2 separate regions of the Mus musculus genome follow, and region 1 is linked to region 2. Evidence: chromatin contacts called from public HiChIP or PLAC-seq data. All regions are on one chromosome and are shown on one strand. Each heading gives the region's core, a stretch centred on a gene start, on an enhancer-like site or on the middle of the called end of the contact. The rest is flanking DNA. Distances are from core to core; before and after follow the strand shown.

Evidence for each region. HiChIP or PLAC-seq counts read pairs in DNA pulled down with a chosen protein or histone mark.
Region 1: a CTCF HiChIP or PLAC-seq map of CD8 T cells shows a contact between it and region 2, with 6 read pairs. The contact joins the enhancer-like site here to the promoter of Snx33 in region 2. A contact is called at or near these places in 1 of 39 promoter capture datasets (embryonic stem cells), 1 of 15 datasets of contacts at CTCF or cohesin (CD8 T cells), 8 of 115 datasets of contacts at active chromatin or transcription factors (the SCID.adh cell line, bone marrow-derived macrophages, double positive thymocytes and 3 more) and 3 of 9 other capture datasets (adipose tissue, liver and pancreatic islet).

The regions. Positions count from the first base shown.
Region 1 is chr9:56,972,915-56,978,742 of GRCm38.p6, forward strand. It overlaps Snupn (snurportin 1), which reads left to right. Exons shown (of 9, transcript NM_178374.4): 6 at 2,299-2,396; 7 at 5,105-5,182. Among named protein-coding and RNA genes, the nearest start is that of Ptpn9, 19 kb to the right of the region's middle. Within about 2 kb of position 2,982, at least 26 of the 459 cell types and tissues checked have an H3K27ac peak or open chromatin away from gene starts, as enhancers often do. A contact at or near this core is called in CD8 T cells, where this site is marked.
Region 2 is chr9:56,925,263-56,930,659 of GRCm38.p6, forward strand. Snx33 (sorting nexin 33) reads right to left here and starts at 3,109. Exons shown (of 2, transcript NM_175483.5): 1 at 51-3,109. The coding sequence starts at 1,521.

The sequences.
Region 1 (5,828 bases), core at 1,732-4,231, 48 kb after region 2:
TCTCTGGCCCTGCTTGGCACCTTGAAGACAATGGTCTGGAAGGGCTTAGTTCATGAGCAGTTGTACTGCACTGGTCTAGGGCCTCAACCCTTTGGCCCTGGTGATCTCAAGAATGTCTGTCTAGAACAGGAGGCTATATGCCCTTCTGCTGCTTTGCATCCCAGGGTGCTGATTGTCACAAACTTCTTTCCACGTTGACCCTTCTCTGGCATGCTAGCTAGGCGGGACCTCTTTAGCTTTCATGGGTGCTCCCTGGTCAAGTTGTCTGTTGCTTCTGGCCTTAGATGCAGGTAAGGTAGCTCCCCCCTCCCCTTTGTTTTGTAGAATCAGGCAGAGTTTGCATTTGTAAAATTCCAGGTAGTTTTCTATACAATCTGAGCCATCATTGATTTTGATAGTCTCAGGGTCTTGGTGTTCTTGTTTACCCTGTTTTTGTCCAAGGAGGAGGCCACATCCACATTCCAGTCTTGCCCCCTGGTCAGTGCTGGAAAGCCATAGGGAAAGGCCGTGTGCTTTAGGAGACAGGGAGTCACTCTCCTGAGGTGTCACTATCAGATCAATGCCAGAACTTTGCTGTGTGCATGAGCACAGCAGCCTTTGGCTAGTCATTTTAATGATCCACTTTGGAGGCAATCTCTCTTCAAAGTCAAGTCTCCTCGGTTACATGGTACACGCAGCCCTGTGAGTCCCACTGGGCTGTACATCTTTGAATCATGCCTTACACAATGACAAGCAGTCTTTTCCATAAAGGTCCCAGAGATAATGTCAAGTGTAATGGCATGCTGAGCTGTTTCTGGGGATTCCCAGGCTGATTTCCTTCCTCCATTGCTTTCCTTAGCTACCTTGGCCTCAATAGACAGACCAGAGTTATAAGGATTAAGTCATGTGTTCTTGGTTGGTTTGAGTGGAACTGGTAAGGCTGATCCCCAAACCCTATTCTATTCTCTACCTGCTCAGGCTCGTTGAAGACTTATTTCCTGTGTTCCTTAAGTAGTAAGGCTAACTTTTTTGTTGTTCTTGTTGGAGTCAGAGGTTCATGTAGGGGTCAGGTTGGTCATGTAGCTAAGGATGACTTTGCATTCCTTACCTTCTTGCCTCAGTTTACCAAGGTAAGTAGCACTGTAGCTTGCCTCCTTTACACTGGGTTTCTCTTTCTACAACTGCTCGTAGTGTCTGTTGTATAACTTAGCTCTCGACTATGTCTGTGATCATCTTATCTCTGTTTCCTTAAAGAGAGTGACAGCTTACACTTGATATCTCTACATTGCACAGCACTTAAAATAAGAAGGTAACAAGCACTTGGAGGCCAGCCACTCAGAAGGGTAATGCCAGCTTGGGCAGCAGAGCAAAAAACTTTCACACATACCTAAAATAAAAATAGCCTAGAGTGGCCGGGCGTGGTGGTGCACACCTTTAATCCCAGCTCGGGAGGCAGAGGCAGGCAGATTTCTGAGTTCGAGGCCAGCCTGGTCTACAACATGAGTTCCAGGACAGCCAGGGCTACACAGAGAAACCCTGTCTCGAAAAACCAAAAAAAAAAAAAAAAAAAAAAAAAAAGCCTAGAGTGGTAGCAGGTGCTTGTGATCCCAGCATGCTGAAAGTCGGGCACAGTAGGATTGCCTTAAGTTTGAGGCTTGATTGCCTTAGTCTGGACTACAAAGTGAGGTCTTGCCTCAAGTCAAAGCAACAAATCAGCAGGTTTGATGGCACCTGTCTATAATCTTAGCACTTGGGAGAGAGAAGCAAGATCAGGAGTTCTAAGTCATCTTCATCTTCAAGTACATAGTGAGTTCCAGACCAGATTGTCTTAAAAACAAAACAAGCAAAACTAAAATCAGAGCTTCTTTAAAAATAAGTAAAAGGGGCCGGTGAGATGGCTCAGCAGTTAAGAGCACTGACTGCTCTTCCTAAGGTACTGAGTTCAAATCCCAGCAACCACGTGGTGGCTCGCAACCATCCGTAATGGGATCCAATGCCCTCTTCTGGTGTGTCTGAAGGCAGCTACAGTGTACTCATATACATGAAATAAATAAATAAATCTTTAAAAAAAAAACAAGTAAATAAAAGAAAGTCCCAACTTGTTTAGAATCCATTTGTCTACAGTGCTGTCTTGATCTCTCATACTCTCTTACCTCTGGCATCCTTTACGATGCCAGGTAGCTACAAAGGTACTTGTCTTCCCTCATGCTTAGTACTGACAGTTGCCGTGCGCCCCGAGGATTGTCACCTTGAGCCTATTAGGGTGGAACTCTGGCTGGAAGCTGAGTTCTATGTTGACTTTCTTCCTTGTATCTGTAGACTACACCATTCTGGATTGCATTTACAGTGAGGTGAATCAGACATACTATGTTTTGGATGTGATGTGCTGGCGGGGACATCCTTTTTATGACTGTCAGGTAAGGATTAATAATGTCCTCATGTCTTTCCTGTCTTCTTTCCTCCTGGGAAGGTGGTTCAGCATGTGGGTTTGGTACGTGACCAACTTCTTGTTATGTACAGGATGTGGTAATCAAGAACATTATCTAATGCTCCCTGTACCTTTGAGGGCGTTTGAATTAGCTTCATTTTAAAAACAAATATGAGGAACTAGGGAAATATAAGAGTTATTTTATTTTATTTTGGTTTTTTGAGACAGGGTTTCTCTGTGTTCTGTGTAGCCCTGGCTGTCCTGGAACTCAGTTTATAGATCAGACTGACCTTGAACTCAAAGATCTGACAGCCTCTACCTCCCAGATGCTGGAATTAAAGGCATATGCCACCATTTCCCAGCTGATATGACAGTTCTTAAGGAAGAAGAAAGAGCAGAGGTGCAGGCTGGGGTGTTAGCTGCTGTGGCTCCCCCCCCCCCACTTCTTTCCAGAGATGGGAGGATTGTTGCAGGGATGATTAAAGGGTAAGAAGTGTGCCATGTTATGCAGACAGCACCATTAAAAAAACCTCATATACTCTTCTTCACTCACCACATCCTGATCCTGAAAATGCCAGGTCATTCTTGGTATGAAACAAAGTCTCCAATCTCAAAGCTTGCTCTAGGAAGAGAGAACAGGCATAGACCACTATTTCTAGCTCAGATTGTCTCATTTCCTCCCCTCCCCTCCCCTCCCCTCCCCTCCCCTCCCCTCCCCTCCCCTCCCCTCCTTTGCCCTCCCCTCCCTTGCCTTCCCCTCCTCTCCTCTCCTTTTTTGAGACAAGCTCTCACTATGTAGTCTAGGCTGACCTGAAACTCAGAGATGCACCTGCCTGTCTCCTTTGTGCTGGGATCAAAAGTATGCACCACCACACCTGGACAGACTGCTAGACTGCTTCTTTTTATAGCTATTACCCTATGGTAGATTTCAGGAAATGCCAGCTAGTGGTGAGTCTGTCTGTCCATCTGTTGCTTTTGAGACAAGGAGTCGCTCTGTATTTCAGGCTAGCCTCAAACCTACCACCCTCCTCATGTCTCAGTCTCCCCAGAGGTTGGGATTACAGAATTTTGTCATTTTTTTCCTGGTACATTTCCTTTAGTTTTGTTAAAGGATAAGTCATCACATCTATTCACAACTTACAGATTGGGCAATTAAAATTGCATGCACAGCTATACTCTAAGGAAAAGACCAGTTCAGCGGTAGCTTATGCCCATGGCAGCCCCTTTGTTTCAGGCTTATGTCCTGAATCTCAGGCCCAGCCTGAGCTACATGGCAAGGCCTTCCTTGTCTCAGCAAAAGGAAGCAAGGGGCTGAGGATGCAGATCAGTTGGGAAAGTGCTTGCCTACTGCACACAAAGCTTGAGGCTCAGTCCTAGGCACTCATAAACTGATCCGTCTCTATAGGCTCTACGGAGCATCAGAAATTCAAGGTCATCCTCTGATATATAGCAAGTCTGAGGCCAGCCTGAGCTATATGAAACCCTCTCTCAACAGAAACAAGGAAGAAAAGGAAAGAAAACAAACAAACAGACAACTTTTATTGTTTCAAATTTCCAGAAGCAAAGTAAAAGAACAAGGAGTGTCTCATAGCTATAGAAGGGTACACATCAATAATTTAGAGAGTCAGTTCTTAGGAAAAGATTCAGCTGTGTAGTGATTTTTAATAGCCATATTAAATGCAGCAAGGGAGAGTTGGTATAATGTGCTTTGGAGTGGAGGAGTTCTAGGTCTCACGGTATTTACTTTGTTCACCCAGGCAAGTGACTTCACTTTTCTGATTCTAAGCATCCTTAACATGTAAAATAGCAATAATGATAATATAGTTCCTATAGGGTGGTTGAAGTTATTTATTCATCTATTTGTTTGTTTACTTGTTGTTGTTGTTTTTTTTGAGACAGAGTTTTTCAGTGTAGCCCTGACTGTCCTAGAACTCATTCTATAGACCAGGCTGGCCTGAAACTGATGGATATTCACCTGTCTCTGCCTCTCTGAGTGTTGGGACTAAAGTCCTGCGGTACCACCATCTACCTATTTGTTTGTCTGTTTGTTTAAAAACAGTGGCAGCACATGACTTTAATCCCAACAACATGGGAGGCAGAGATAGGCAGAGCACTGAGTTCAAGACCAGTCCCAAATGCGTTCCAGAACAGCCAGGGTTACACAGGGAAACCCCGTGGTGGAGGCTGATTTCACTACTAGGTCAAGGATGACCCGACTCTGCCTCCTAAATGCTGGGGCTTAGGTTTCAGCTACTATGCCTGGCAGCTTTGCTAAATTTTAAAAGAAAAAGATCTTTATAACATATACTTGTATGAAAATGTTTTTATGTTATAATATAATGCTGTGTATGATATAAACAATGAAAATATATTTTGGAAATTTATTTATCCTTACCGTGTGTGTGATGTGTTTGAATTGAGGCCAAAGGATATCTTTTAGGTGAGGGTTCTTGTCTTCCAGGTGTGGAATCTAAAAATCTAATGTAGGTTATCAGGTTTGTATGGTAAGCATTTTTAGCCATTGATCCATCTTACCATCTGAAACATGCATGCATCTTTAAAATCTTGAAAGACTTGACAAACTATAGTTATAAATGGAAATGGAAATAGCAACAGCAGGGCTTAGGTCTTTATAACTCAATGGTATTAGAATGAGAATAAAAGTTTGAAATGAATATTTTATCTTTTCTGTGACAGACTGATTTCCGATTCTACTGGATGCATTCAAAGTTACCAGAAGAAGAAGGGCTTGGAGAGAAAACCAAGATTAATCCTGTAAGGCTGTTGGTACAGTTACAGAGTTCTTTTGTGTTGTGATAGATTATTTTTGAGATGAGGTTTCATATGTTCCATACTGATTTGAACCTGGCTATGTGGCTATGGCCCTAGATTCCTGATCTTCCTGCCTCAACTTCCCAAGTGTTGGGATTTCAGGCATGAGCCACAATTCCCTCCCTCCCTCTCATTTCTCCCTCCCTCCCTCCCTCCCTCCCTTCCTTCCTTCCTTCCTTCCTTCCTTCCTTCTTCCCTCCCTCTCTCTTTCCTTCTTTTCTTTCTCTCTCTCTTTTTAAAGATTTATTTATTTAATGTATGTGTGTACAGTGTAGCTATCTTCAGACACACCAGAAGAGGGCATCAGGTCCCATTACAGATGGTTGTGAGCCACCATGTGGTTGCTGGGAATTGAAGAGCAGTTAAATATATATATATATATTTTTTTTTTTTTGGTTTTTTGAGACAGGGTTTCTCTGTGTAGCCTTGGCTGTCCTGGAACTCACTTTTGTAGATCAGGCTGGGCTTGAACTCAGAAATTACACCTGCCTCTGCCTCCTGAGTGCTGGGATTAAAGGCGTGTGCCACCACGCCCAGTGCAATCAGTGTTCTTAACCACAGAGCCATTTCATCAGCCCCCTTCTCTTCT
Region 2 (5,397 bases), core at 1,859-4,358:
GTCCAGGCTCTCCCATATTCCCAGGGACCAGGACACTCATGCAGGCTTACCTTTCTGCAGGTGGATAATGTCAGGGAAGTTGGAGAGTAGGCCCTGGTAGAGAGACAGTGTGTCAAGCATTTGGAAGAGGTCGTGCTTGGGCTGTTCCGCAAACATTTCGCCAACGGTTTCATAGGTCCGGCCAGTGTGAGAAATGGCATTGTTGAGAGCATCAGACCTAAAGGGAGGGTCCATCTGGAAGGCATGGCTAATGGCCTGGAAGGCACTTCCTAGCTTCTGGAATTCCTTGCGGAAGCCCCCCACATGCTTCCGCACCAGCTCCGCCGCCACGTTGCTAAGCTGTAGGACGCTGTCATCCATCTTCTTACTGAAAGCCTTGAATGTATCCACGCGGTCCTCTACATCCTGCAGATCCTGGTGCTCTGTGGGGATCTGGAAAGTGAGCAGAAAACTGGCGCCCACCATCTCATCCTTCTCTGCCCGGCGCTTACCCATCTTCCACTGCTTGTCATCCAGGCAGCTGAGGAAGTGCTGGAAGCCCTCATACTGGGAGAGCACAGGGTGGCTGGTCATGTGGTCCATCCAGAGGATGAGCCTTCGCTTGCGCTTCTCGATGAAGTCCTCTTCGAAGCGGCCTGTGGCCTGCTTCTCAGGCAGGTGGGGCACTGAGATCACTGTGAACTTGTGTAGAAGGCGGTTGTACAGCCAATCAAAGTGTTTGTAGCGCCGGTAAACAGGCGAGCCTGCGTGGGTGGGTGTAAGCTTGTAAGAGATGTAACTTTTAATGCCTTTGAACTTGGTCTGTTTGGTGGGGTCCTCTATGGAGCAGGCAAATGGGTGGGGGTTGGCCTTCCACTGAGGGCCACGTGGGCCCATCTCAATGGAGTAAGTCTCAGCAATCTTGGCCATCATGGGCACATCACCAAGGATGAAGGCCTCCACTCCAGAGCGTACGAAGCACGAGAAACGATTGAGGTTCCGTCCTACCACACTGCCCCGCTTGGCAGACGCCAGGCTGTCCTGCCTTTCCAGGGGTGCCTTGGGTCGGAAAGCCATATGCTGGTTGGGGTAGGCACCCGGGTAGGAGAGGTTGAGTGGAGGGTGCCCATTGGTACCTAGGCCGCCAGCTAGTGGCTCTTCTACCACTGTGCACCCATCATCCCAGTCATCCCAATCATCATCATCATCATCCTCGAAGCTTCCTGGGTTTGAGAGGAAGCCGCTGCCCCCACCACTCCTGGCTGGACTGGCCATACTCGGGCTGCTATACAAACTCCCCTGGGTGCCCAGGGAGCCTGCAGGGCTGTTGGAATAGTCCACATGGTTGGTGCTGATGCCAGGACGGACAATCTCGACGTAAGAAGCAGGGAAGAGCCCTGTCTCCCCACGGCTGTTCTGTCCCTGCAGCCAGCCGTCCAGTGAGGTCTCACTGAAGATAACCAGCTCTTCGTCCTGCTGGATACTGATTTCCTCCTTGTTCTCACTGTGGAAATCATAGAGGGCTCGGCCTTTCAGTGCCATGGCTCAGCTATCTGTTAGGTCAAGACTGGAAGGAAAATGCCTTGCCCAGATTCAGGATGTTCAACAGGGTGTCCAAAAAAAAAAAAAAAAATGTACTTGCAGCTCAAAGTCTAGTAAGCCCTACCAAGTCCTTTGGGCAGGGCCTCAGCATGCACAGATGCTGTCTAGCTGCCTTTTGGTCAAAGAAGTGTCCATGGTCCAGAAACTGCCTTGGGGTATCTGCCTGTAAGCAGGGAGGGGTTGGTCATGGCCACAGTCTTTCTCCTCTCCCTTGGCAGCCCCTGGAAAGGAGCGGGTCTCTCCCTCCTCACACACCAAGCAGAAAAGTCAAATGACTTGAAGAAAGCAGCTCTGCTAGAACCAGAACGAGACACACACTTTCCACTAAAACAGTGTTGTACAACAGAAGAGATTTACCCTCAGACCACGGTCCCAGGAACGCAGGCAAGGTTCTGCCTCCTCTGGCTCTCCGTTCTTACTGGCTCCGGCTTTGGGAGGCTCTCACATTCTTCTGGAGATCTGCTCCTTCCTCCTTCCTCTCTCCTCCCGGGCCACCGCGTCTTCAAGAATCCAGAAAATTCAAGAGGGGCAAAGAGAATAACAGCAGAGTCCTGAACCAATTCCAAGGGTGGATGTGTCCGGCCTCCAAAAGAGCCAGGCCAGGAAAACAAGGGCCAAAGCTTGCACAACCGGCTGAAAACTACTCGACCCAGGGGGTGCGACCCCGTCTCGCTAGCTCTGGTGCCCTCTTCCCGCCCTGCAAATGGCCAGCCCCCGCCCCCAGATAACAAGGGGGGGCGCGACAAGCAGCGCAAAGAACTTCTGGCCTCTTTCACTCAGTGCCTCTTTTGTTTGCCTAATTCCTCGGCAGTTTCAGAGTATGAAGCTGACCCGGATCAGAGTCTCAGAACCCCTGTCCAGAAGTAACGCTAGGAGAAACCTCCACCATCACCACCCCCCGCCCCTGATGTGCCCCGGAACACTCAACAGCAGTCAGTAGATAGAGCTCTGTCGAACAGATGGCGTAGTCGGGTGTTTGTCAGTCCGTCCGTAGGTTCGTTCTCCGCGATGCCCTCTGGATCCGACCCGAGAGGGACTAGCTGAGCCCCAGCTTCTTGCCTCTTTGCCCCTCACTCGCAGCCCTTCAGCGCTGCCAGCAGGAAGCCAAGTCCAAAACAAACATTCACCCTCCCTTCAAAAAACTAAAAAGAAAAAGAAAAAAGAAAAAGAAAGAAAGAAAAGAGAAGGGGGGAGGAGTCCAGGAGATGGCGTTCCGAGGAAGGAGGCTAAAGCAGTAGGGGAGGTGAGGGGTGGAGAGAGAGGGAGGGAGGTATGAGGGAGGGAAAGCAGGCTACGGAATTCAACAAACTCTACCGCACTTCCGTGCGTCCTGGCCGGTCAGGGACCGCACAGCTCCGCCCTCCCGCGGCCAGGGTGCCACCGCCGGCCTTCCGCTCACTTTCCTTCTGGCGGGCGCCCTCCCTCTCTCCGGTTCAGTCCCGGTGGCCGGGATCCAGGAAATGGACCCGGGAGTCGGGGAGCTGCGAGCTTTCAGCAGCCCAGTTGCCGGCGCCCAGAGCCGCTTCTCGCTCGGATTGGATCGCCGCGTGGGGGAGCTCGCCAGCCGCCTTCGAGCTTCGCCTCCTGGACTTGGTCATCCATCTGCCTTTTCCGTGACGCAAGTGCAGGAAAACTCCGAAAGTTTGCGGAGCGCAGTGGCAAGGAGGGAGCTATAAAGGCTAGGAGAACCGCCTCGGCTGCAGGGGAGCAGAGCTGCGGACTCCCTTTTCCCAACCTCCTTTCCCGCCACGCGTACTTCGATCTGTCTAGGGGCTAACACAGCTCCCGGGTTGTTCTCAGATGGTGTAGGCAGCAAATTGTGACCCTGGTATCCCGCAGGTGATAACCGATGCTGTAAGCAAGATAGGGAGAGGAGCCCTCCTGCCTTCCGCAGCTCCCAGAGTGTGGGGGTGGGGTGCCAAAGACCATGTAACTTCTTCAGTGACAAGTTGCAAGTTTAGGCACAGGCGGGTTCTGGGTTGCTTTGTCCTTTCGCGGGAGCCAGATCTTCCTTCCAGGCCAGCAGCAAATAGCAAGGAGAGAGGAGTGGTCTGGTAAATAGCCTTTAGGCTTCCAGGATTCGACCCTCCACATTAGGCAAAACTAGGTGTACTAAAGACAGGAGTTGTGCTGAACTCTGGAGCGAATATAACAGCTGGATTGCTGCTGTGGTTTTTAATTCACACTGTCTGTCCCATCATTAAGTTTATATTCCAAACAACAAATTAACCGAAACTAAGATTATCGTCTGGAAGGTCATAAGTATCTTCACAGAGAAGCAAGATGTTCCAGCCTAGTGTGGCCAGTGTCGTGCAAAATGCTTGGGAAGGCACTGATCCCAGCCTAAGTGGAACACATATCAAGAACCTTCCAAGCCGTGGTCACCCATTCCTTCAGTCCCAGCACTAACAGAGACAGGCAGATCTCATGAGTTTGAGGCCAGCCTGGTCTACAAAATGAGTTCCAGAAAGCTAGGGATACATAGAAAACCCCTGCCTCTCTGTCTTGTCTCTGTCTGTCTCTCTTTGTTTTTCTCTCTCTGTCACACACACACACACACACACACACACACACACACACACACACACGCACGCACACACACACACCTCCTCTTCCTCTTGGAGCCCTAGAGCCTTATTTACCCAATCTTGCTAGGGCTTCCTACCTCCAGGTTACTATTGTTCTTACTTATTGCTGATTAACTGGTATAAAGTAGTGCTGCTGAAGGTTGGGACATTTGGCTGTTTTGAGGGTCATGACTCCTAGACCTCTGACTCCAAAACTCATAAACTTTGACTCCCTATGAAGGATAACAGCTGGTCGTGATGACACACACGGGAGACTGAGTGAGTGCCAGGCCAGCCTGTGCCACATCTAGCAAGATCTTACCAAAAGTTAACCAAACAAACCGGGAGCTGAAACAGCACTGTCATGAATTGGAGGCTGGACTCCAGTCCCTTTCTTAAACAAACAGACAAACGAGTGGTGGTGGACACATTTAGTCCCAGAATTTGGGAGACAGAGGCAGGTGAATCTCTCTGAGTTCTGGGCCAGCCAAAGATACATAGCAAGACTGTCTCAAATTAAAAATTGAAAGATCTTGAGCATGCCAAACAGTCTTAGCACTTGGAAGGCAGAGATCACACATCTGAGGCTATCCTCGAGCCTATGTAAGGTGGGGGAGGGGGTTGTCACAAAGTTGGGTGTTATGGTACATCCCTGTAACCCAAGCCCTTGGAAACAAAGGCAAATTTTAGCTCAGCTTTGTCTATGTAGTAAATTTAGGACAGCTAAAGCTACAAGTGAGACCCTGACTTAAAAAAACAAAAAGCTCAAACCCTAGAATCTGAGAAACAGTTGTGAAGCAAAACTTTTGCTTTACTAGATCAAGAGTTGGGTCTGCTCCTTGGGATGCACATGGGCCAGGCTAGCCCATGAGGCTGATGCATCTCCCCCCCCCCAAGAAACCTTGTCCCTTGCTATATAAGGACCCTAAAGACTCGGTAGATTGTTTCTCCCAGCCACTGTCTTTTGTTTGGGCAGGGTCCTGCTATGTAGTCCTAGCTGACCTAGAACTGGCTATGAACCATGCTGGTCTCAAACTTGCAAACATCTTCTCACCCTTGCTGGAGGCATTTTCCTACCTGTGTGAGTCTCTTCTTGTTCAGGGACCTTTCTCCTAGCTGAGGCTAACAATAGCACGATTCCCTTAGTTCTTGCTGAGTACTTGGCACAGCTGTAGACACTCCCTCCCACTATGAGCTTAGTGTACTTAGTACAGCTGATAGGCTTTTAAAAGCATGGACACAGCCCCAC